Linked DNA regions of Sus scrofa: all the other regions are linked to region 1. Evidence: chromatin contacts called from public Hi-C data. All regions are on one chromosome and are shown on one strand. Each heading gives the region's core, a stretch centred on a gene start, on an enhancer-like site or on the middle of the called end of the contact. The rest is flanking DNA. Distances are from core to core; before and after follow the strand shown.

Region 1 (2,887 bases), core at 256-2,755:
CAGGGATTGAAGCCACATCTTCATGGATGCTAGTCAGGTTTGTTAATCATGGAGCCACGAAGGGAACTCTCAGATGCTACATTCTAGAGGGACAACAGTCCTTAGCTTTTTCTCCATCTAAATAAAAACCAGGCTCCCTCACCTTTATGTTCTCTATAAACTTTCATCCATTTTTGGCTTTCCAATTTTCCCCACTGATGCCCTTCCCCAAACTACGCCTCTCACCAGTAAGGCCGAGGGCAGGCAATCCGCTGGGAAGTCACTTTGCAGATAAGGAGACAGTTGCAGGGGCAACGAACATATTTTTTCCCAGGGGGTGCATTCTTGATTGGCTAGAGAATAATGGGGACATCGGTAAGCAAACTTCTAATCCCAATCCCTTCCAGTTCTTTCAAAAACACCTTCTGAGAAAAGATCAGAGAGATAAAGTCTTAGCCAGGACAGACAAATGAAAAGCATATAACATGAGATGTGCAAATGAAAACTAGGCTTAAGTATCCAGGATAGGTATGAAGGTGAGGGATGGCCAACATTAGCTTTAGTGAGTGGCTTCTGGGGAAATGGCTGTTTGAGACTCCTGGAACTGAAACCTGGGTTTCATGAAAGCACTTGGCTAACGCCTGAATGTCAGGGTCTAGAATCAAGGGATCAGAAAGAGGATCCAAGAAACAGGGCCCATTTCACAGGTATGTATAACTCACAGTGGCTTCATTGCAGACGCCACATTTGACTACATGCTGATGCATCTTGCCTTCCACGTTGATGAGAGACTGGCAGACTCGGCAGGTGATCATGGGAGCACTCCCACTGTCCGGGCTGGTCAGAGGTGAATAGGGGGGTGGGTCCTCCCCAGGCAACACAGCTGGGTGTCCCTCGGGGAACGGGGGAAATGCTGGAGAGGAAGTAAAAAGATGGGCTGGCATCACTTGCAGACATCCCCACGAGGTAAGGCAACTCATTCTGGTCCTCAACCCTTCTGACCAAGCTCAGCGGGATTCTCATAATCAGTGCTTCGATCACATCCCTCAGAACCCCCTTCGGTTCCTAAGGTCCGGTAGCGATTGCGGAGAAAGGAAACCTCATCCGGTCACAGGTGCAACAGCTCCGCACCTGGCGCTTGGGCCCCGCCTCCGCCCTCGGACCCGCCCCCTCCGCCTCTCCGTAGAGTACCCCCGGGAACACCTCGGACCTGCCCCAGCTTACCCTGGGGCGGGGCATGTTTACCCGCTCCGTACGGTGGTGCGGAGGGGGTCAGGCCTCCCCCAGGCCCAGCCCCACTCCCGCCCGGCCCTACTAGTCCGTTGCCGCCGGCGCCACCATCGATAGGCTCGGAGAGCAGCGGGGATCGCTCTCCATCTGCAGCCATGGCCGCCACCGCCGTCTCCCGCTTCGGCCAGGGATCTGGCTCCCTTCGCCGCTGCTGTAGCCGCAGCCACCGCCGCCGCCGCTACCGGGTCCCCAGGGCGCCTGCGCGCCGCGCGCCCCGCTCGCCCCGCAACCAGTGGCCTGCCCCGCCCCGCTCCGCCCCGCCGCACGTGATAGGCTATGCCCGCCCCCGCCGTGCTGTTATTTGCGGAGATAAACCAATTTCTGGTCCGGCGAAGGCAGCTCTTATTTTCCATTGGGCAGCATCGCGCCAACATCAACTGTCACATGACCTTCAGGAAGCAGCTAGGCCAGCAAAAACTGCACGTGACGAGAAGTTCTTCAAGCCATTGGAAGCATGGCCCATCGCGCTACCTCCAGACCAGGAGGTGGAGCAGGACTGCTGCTTCTCCGTGGTCACGTGTTTCAGAAAGCCGCCCATCCCGGTGTTAGTCGCCCAGTGGGGGCAGACAATCATTGCTCCGAATCCGTCCAAAGATATCACTAAAAAACTTTTCTCCTTGTCGCGGTTATAATTGGCCTCTCATTGGCTTAAGGCTTCCCTTCCCTGGCCCTGCGATCCTTGGGGCGCAACTTTACTGCCCCGAACTTGGCGCCGGAACCCGGGGGCGTGGCTCAAAAAGCAGCAATGAAAGAGTGCGGGAGTTTGGACTCTTCTAAGCACCAGCAGGAGGAACGGTAGGCAACAGTTAGCCACTCTATTCAAAGGAATACCGGTAAAAAGTCAGTGGAGATGTGTAAAAAAGCAGTGGATTAAAATGTTAAGATTGTCACTCCAGCCTTTCTCGCTGGAGTCACAGAACACAGGACTGGCTTTCCCAGGAAGCTGCCTTGCAGACTCCACCCTCCCTTCGTCCCTGATTAAATTACGAAATTATATGAGCCTGTCTATCACTACAATTATCTCATCGTTTATTTTGTGACGCCCAGTTCTAGACATATGCGTGGTAAGAGTTTTTTGACAATCAATTCCAAGGATGTTTTGGTCACTTTGTTTTGTGATATGAGAGTCTTTAGACTTGTCTCAGCTTTGCCCCCAGCCGCGAGGCAGCTAGTGGAGGTTATTCTGACAGGTAATGGAAAAGATCTTAAGCAGTTCAAACATTTAAACATCCAGCTAACCCACCTACCCACTCTCCTGTTCATCTATATTCATCTATATTCAAGTTGCATAGCAGATAAGACTACTTTTCAAATCAATCAAGGTGCTCTACTAAATGGGTACTCAGAGATGAAATGTGCAGGATCCCCTCCCACAGCTGAAAGGAACTTTTTTATTATTTCAGGATAGAGCAGGAAAGATGACAAAGTTAGGCAATGATTTGGAAGGATTTCCCTAGTCATGTAAGTGTAGGATGAGCAAACTATTATTCTGGAATTAATGGTGGATGATAGAGTAAAAGTGAGTCACCTTAAAGATATCTCTGTCTTTCCAGTGTTACTAGAGTAATTTCCTTTAGTTAAGCAGTTTCAGGAATGGAAGGGCCTCATTGTCACAGAA
Region 2 (2,887 bases), core at 254-2,753, 670 kb after region 1:
GGTGCATTTATAAAGTTTTTCTTTTTTAGTATGGATCATGTTCAAATTTTAATATGACAGTGAGAGAAACTGTAGAAACATGTAGAAATTAACCAATAAAGTTTTTAAATAAAATTTATGTTCAGCATTTGTCTAGCATAGAGTCCTTATTTTGGCTTATCATAAAATGCAGATAATCCATTTTATCTTCAATTATCTAATGCATTTGTGCTCAAAGGATGAATCATGCACAGGAACCTTTGATATGAACGGTAGGGAAATGACCAATTTTAATAGTTTAGTTTTTAGCAGAGAAGTAGTTTGGTAGGCAATTTACAACGCTGAAATCAGAACTGATTATTTTTGTCATGGCGCTTATCAGGTTTTAAAAAGTCTTCCTTAGTTTTATCCTCCTTGAATGACAGAGTTCAGAGGCCAGACTTAAGCCAGATAGCTCAAAATCCACCAGAGGATGCAATCAAATATTTGAATAAATAAAATTTTAGCTGTGGACTTTTTAAAGCAGCAAAAATACCCAAGCTTTTGAAAGACTGAGAACCTCAACAGCTTTTTCTGAACACGTGCCCCACATACTCAATCAAGGAGGAAAACTAATGAGGTATTAGGCATCACAACATTTTCTGTATTACTAAAGCCTGCAGGTTTTCAGCGTTAGGTTTCTGTGTTACCCACGGCAGGGCCTAGAACATGAGGCGGTTGAGCGTGAGCAGTATTTCTTTTTTTAACTCCAGCAACAGTTCAGCAAAAGATAAACGCGGAGAGCCCGATTCACATCCTCCTTGGCCCTCCATCCATCCTTTACGAAATGGTTGTAATTCTGGCGGGACCTAGGGCGCAACACTCTGGTTCTGGAAGGACAGAGCGAATGCGTGGGTGTGTGTGAACACTGCAGGAAGGGGCAGCAAGACGCGATCACGGAGTGGGAGGGAGGGGTGAGGATGCCTCTTCTAGGGCGGGAAGAGACTACGAGAGGTGGCTGTTATGCATGACGGGGGCTGGCACGCGGGGAAGATGGTGATGGCCGCAGGGGAGGATGATTGCGGGGGATTCCCTGCTACCTGGCGGCCCTCGGGGCCTCCTGCAGTAAATGATCCTGGAGCAACTAAAGGGGCGCGACACTGAACCCGCGAATTCCCGACGGAAAGGGGGAAAAAAGGCGCCGAGAAACGGGGTTATTATGGGATGGCAAAGGGGGTCTCCCTAGGTAAAATTACGAGTTCTATCTCACCCTCCAATTGCTGTACAGTCGCTTCACTCTCCGGTAATAAGCGTCTTTATCCAGAGTCACAGCCATAGCCACAGACGCCGCTCCTCCTCGGGTTCCGAGAATCACGCGAGGTCCCGGCTCCGCCACCCTCTCTCGGCCCCGGAATCCCGCACTCTCCCAGTGACCCGGAAGCATCGACCTCAAAGATGCCCTTTCCGCTTCCGGGTCCCGGCAGCGCTTGGGTATTTTTCTGTTTTCTTTTTTTTCCTTCACTTTTTTTTAATATAATCCTCTCTCCGGAGGTTAGGGAGAAAAGAGGAAGGAAAAGAATGGGGAGAGTAACAAAATGTGCAACGCTAAAAGAGTCTAGATTTTCGCGGGGTTTCCTTGTCAATTTAGCAACAGCCGCACGCGAGGCGACGTCATCACGTGACACTGTCCCCGCCCTTACTCTCTGCCAGGCTGCGGTTTCCAGGAGATCCAACTACTTGCCGAAGCGGCGGAGGCTGAACCAGGCGAAGGAGGCGGGTGGCCTGACGTACCGACCCCGCCCCACACAGGGAGCAGCGCGCGGGTGTAATGGCCCCACCCATCGGCAAAGGAAGGGAAGCGGAAAGAGCGGGATCTGGCGTGGGATGGTAGTGGGAAGACTACAGCGTAACCGGGTACGTTCCCCTCCTAGAAAAGGTGGGAAAGTAAAAGCCTCTGCTACTTTAGGGTTGGAAGGATTCTCGTTGCTGGGACGCTGGGTCAGGGGCTTCGCGCGGACAGAGCGCCCAAACCAGGAAGAGGGAGCCTGCCCTGCACATAAACTGAACTACGACACGCACTGTGGGGTAAGGACTTGGCCTTAGAAAGGAAAATAAAATGCCCAGGCTTCATTTGAGCGCTGGGATGTTAGAGGAAGGTCGTAGGAAATACGTGGCTTGAGAGAATTCACAAAATCCATTTCCCCGTGAGGTTGTGACAGCGTCCTTCTAGTCAGCCAGTCCCCTTGCAGCAGTTCATTAAGTGACACCATTCTTAGGGCTTCCCCAAAGCACCATTATTTCAGTTAATTCGAAATAAAGTGTACATGGGTCTTGACGAAATTCTTCCTTCTCATCTCTTCTAAGAACTTGGAGTTTGAATCTGGAACAACATTTTGCCTACTACTTGGCTTAGATCATTTCTTTGCCTTTTGGCAAGCTGGACAACCTCCACTTACATATAATCCTTTAATAGAGTACCAATAACTTGTCTGTCCTATCCAAGGTAACTTCACGCGAACAGTAATGAAGTTAGGAAAGTGGTGTTGAAATCATGAATATCAACTCAAAATTAATATTTATATTGGGTTTGAGCAAATATAGGACAAGGGAAGAGTGGGAAAGGATTAACTTAAATTTATTAATGCCAAGGGGAAGGAAGGTAACAGTTCCTGACCCTCCAGCTGTATCCACAGTTCGGTCAGGAACAGGCTCTGCCAGAGGCTAGTGCCGGCGCTACATAGTCTGTGGTTAATGGAGGTGTCTAGGGAGGGGTGAGCATATCAGCTGCTCTAGTCTCCTTTCCTTCCCCAGAAAGGAGGAAGTAGCCACGTATTATTTTAGGAGTTCCCCTACCCACCCGATCCTTTCAAATTTGGAAGTAATCAGGTACACGTTTTCTTTTTCCTTGTCACCTCCTGGAGTCCTGGGT
Region 3 (2,887 bases), core at 170-2,669, 530 kb after region 1:
AATAAGAATACTTTCAGCGCCTATGAAGTATGTTTCCTAAGGGATGAATTTATTCTGCAGCACTGGTTTAAACTGTGCTAATACTAGCTTTTGTGAAAGCAACACGTTATGAAAAATAAAATCACCTAAATCTTACACAAGAATTAAAAAAAGGATCTGATATGCGAATGTGATACTACTAAAAAACCCACATAATTTTTGCAAGTTTAGGAAAAAACTTGAATGCTTCAGAACCTAGCAAATAATAAGCACTATAATACCTACTTAATAAAAAGCATACAGGCACGCATTTTTTTTGGTCAACGTTTGGATGATCTGTAAAATGCATGCCAGAATACCCTGAAAGTCAAACTTTATTGTCTTAGGAAGTTACAACAATAGTATATGTAATTCTCATAATTTAATATTTTTCCCAAGGGCAGTTTGGGAATTTCCAATTACCGCTAGTGGTTGCTGTAATTACGTTCTTGTAAAGATTCAAATACAGTATGTTAGTATCTACCACATCAAGAGGTAGGAAAAGCCATTTAATTTAACCTAGTGGCCAAATTCCTTACTACTCCTGCTACTGATTTAATACGACCCTGGCAATCCACACTCTCATGCTGCGGTTTCTATCTGAGAAAGACAGTAATACCTACCTCAAGCAAGCTCCACTAACTTATATATTTCAAGTGATTTGTAACCTGTAGATAAAAAGCCAGCTTTCATTATTACTGTTAATATGTAAATGAGATTACAATTTAAAAAATAGAATTGAAAATAACTACGTCGAAGTCCATCATTTGCTCAGGGAGGAGTGAAACAAAAACTAACCGGTAAAATATTAAACCTATTGTTATATTTATTACTATACCCTGTGGTACGCTCCAGAATTTAGAGGCTTGCGGTACAATAAATATCTGCTTGATAACCCTTCCCATCCCCCGCTCAATTTTTAAATTTACAGGACTATACTAATGAGCATTTCGATCTTCCCTTTCATGATCTCTCTTAGAGACCTCATGGTCATAGAAAATGAAAGGACAGCAGCCGTTAACACAGGAGAGCGAGAAGAAGAAAAAGGACATTCTCCCTGCCGATCCTGGCCTAGAGGACATTAGGTTAAAAATCCACGCAAGGGCTGAGGCCTATAAAACTCTCTTGCATAAGATCTAATCCCCCCGTGCAAATAGAATAAACGGGGGCCTGCTTACTCTACCGAGAGGAGGGTTCCCCCGTCTTCTCCCACACCCCCTCGCGCTCCCCAAGGAACCCAGCGACTCCCCTGCTTCCACCCCCTCCACTTACCAGGAGGGGGGAGGGAGAAGAGATTCGATTCTGAATCTCCTACTCCCGGGTTCTACGTGGAGAAGCGGACTGCTGCTCGAGGTCGGCAACACCGCCGCAACCGCTCAGTCTTCGCCTCTTCACAAAATGGCCCCCGAGTCTCCTCTGCCGCCGAGGCGAAGGCCTAGTCCCCGCCCCACTTCTAGGACTCTTCCTATTGGCTGAGCTTTTTCTCGCTCCCGCTTCTAATTAGACAGTTCTACCGCTCTTCACAATTCTGTCCAATCACAATCAGTGGTGGGTTAGACTAAGCAAGAGAATTTCCACATGCGTGAGCGAAATTAGTTTGTAACTGGTTATTTTTCCTGTCATTTATCACCTGAGAAATGCTTATTGGCCACTGTAACTGACGAAGCGGTAGGTGGAAACCTGCCTTTGTACCGCGCACCACTTCATATCCGGGTATCCGGGAGGTTGTGATTGGCGGCTACGGGATCCTATCACTGCTCCTTAGAGAACCTGGTAGAAGGCCCGCCGGGATCTCGGAATTCCGGCGGCGCGGGGGCGGGGAAGGATTGCGGGATTTTGTTTGGTAGCGGCTCAAAGGATGTGCCCTAGCTCCGGGCCTAGGTAAAGGGAAGCAGGAATCTCCGAATGAATCCTCTATACTGCTGTGTGGATAAAGAAAACACTTTTCTTAGAATTGGGAGGGAGCACCAAGGACTAGAAAAGTAACCAATCCTGCAAAACTCCAACCTTAGAGCTCCCATTTGGACAACACTTAACCTGTCAAGCCCTTCTTTAGACAACCTGTATCTCACCCAAAACAGCTGACTTCCTTATTCCTCTCCACTGCAAAAGGTAAAGAAAGTCTAAAATGTTGGCCTGAAGTATTACAGCACCCATCCTCTGGCCCCAAATCATTTCACGAATACCCTACATGCCAACCAGAATTGGCTTGCCCATCTAATCCTACCCCCTGCTCGTCCCCCAAATCTGCTCCCTTCTTCCCCTCATCTGAAATAGCTAGTCTCCCACCTTCTGGCTCCAGGCATCGCCTGCCAGTCCCGCTGGTTATATTATAGCAGCCATGCACACAGTGGGATAGGTCCAGCTATGCTAGGAATGAAGGATATTTCTCTGTACAGTTAGAGAAAGCAAGATGCAGAATACTATCTAGATAATGTGATACCATCTGTATACATCTTATGGAATATATGTATATGTGAATACAGTTTTATGCATTAATTTTGAATTATGTCTGAATTCCAGAGAGATTCACAAGGAAATTACTTGTTACCTATCAAATGGAAAAAAAAAAAAAAAAGGCCATTTAGTAACAAGTTGAATGTCATTTACTTAGGGAGAGCAGTCCATGGTTGGAAGAGTACAGTGACTCACAAGCAGTGGAGCACACTTCCCCAGGGAGTTGGGGCAAGAGTACGTTTTATACAGCATTAGAAGCAGCAAGGTAATCGGTATGATCAGCTGGGGTTGTGTATCTGACCTTATTTAGTAAGATTAGGGAACCAGGAAATAAGTACAGAGCCTAAAAGTATGGCATTTGGGGATTGGCTAACCGGATATACTGCAGATCTGGTCAAGCTGAGCCTTTACA

What was found. Hi-C and Micro-C count contacts between places; a contact is called where the count stands out from the background.
Region 2: a Hi-C map of liver shows a contact between it and region 1, with 6 times the contacts expected there. The contact joins the promoter of LOC106504487 here to the promoter of TMEM55B in region 1. A contact is called at or near these places in 1 of 5 promoter capture datasets (liver) and 3 of 47 Hi-C or Micro-C datasets (heart right ventricle, liver and retroperitoneal adipose tissue).
Region 3: a Hi-C map of liver shows a contact between it and region 1, with 2.8 times the contacts expected there. The contact joins the promoter of HNRNPC here to the promoter of TMEM55B in region 1. A contact is called at or near these places in 3 of 47 Hi-C or Micro-C datasets (blood, heart right ventricle and liver).

What each region holds. Positions count from the first base shown.
Region 1 is chr7:78,445,941-78,448,827 of Sscrofa11.1, reverse strand. It overlaps TMEM55B (type 1 phosphatidylinositol 4,5-bisphosphate 4-phosphatase), which reads right to left and starts at 1,505. Exons shown (of 7, transcript XM_003356721.5): 1 at 1,225-1,505; 2 at 702-892; 3 at 226-332. The coding sequence starts at 1,366. It overlaps PNP (purine nucleoside phosphorylase), which reads left to right and starts at 1,799. Exons shown (of 6, transcript XM_013989064.2): 1 at 1,799-2,064. The coding sequence starts at 2,015.
Region 2 is chr7:77,779,837-77,782,723 of Sscrofa11.1, reverse strand. It overlaps LOC106504487, which reads left to right and starts at 1,503. Exons shown (of 3, transcript XM_021099305.1): 1 at 1,503-2,043. The coding sequence starts at 1,537. CHD8 (chromodomain-helicase-DNA-binding protein 8) reads right to left here. Exons shown (of 37, transcript XM_021099301.1): 37 at 2,576-2,887. It overlaps SUPT16H (FACT complex subunit SPT16), which reads right to left and starts at 1,756. Exons shown (of 26, transcript XM_001929180.6): 1 at 1,229-1,756. The coding sequence starts at 1,402.
Region 3 is chr7:77,919,677-77,922,563 of Sscrofa11.1, reverse strand. HNRNPC (heterogeneous nuclear ribonucleoprotein C (C1/C2)) reads right to left here and starts at 1,419. Exons shown (of 8, transcript NM_001243694.1): 1 at 1,291-1,419.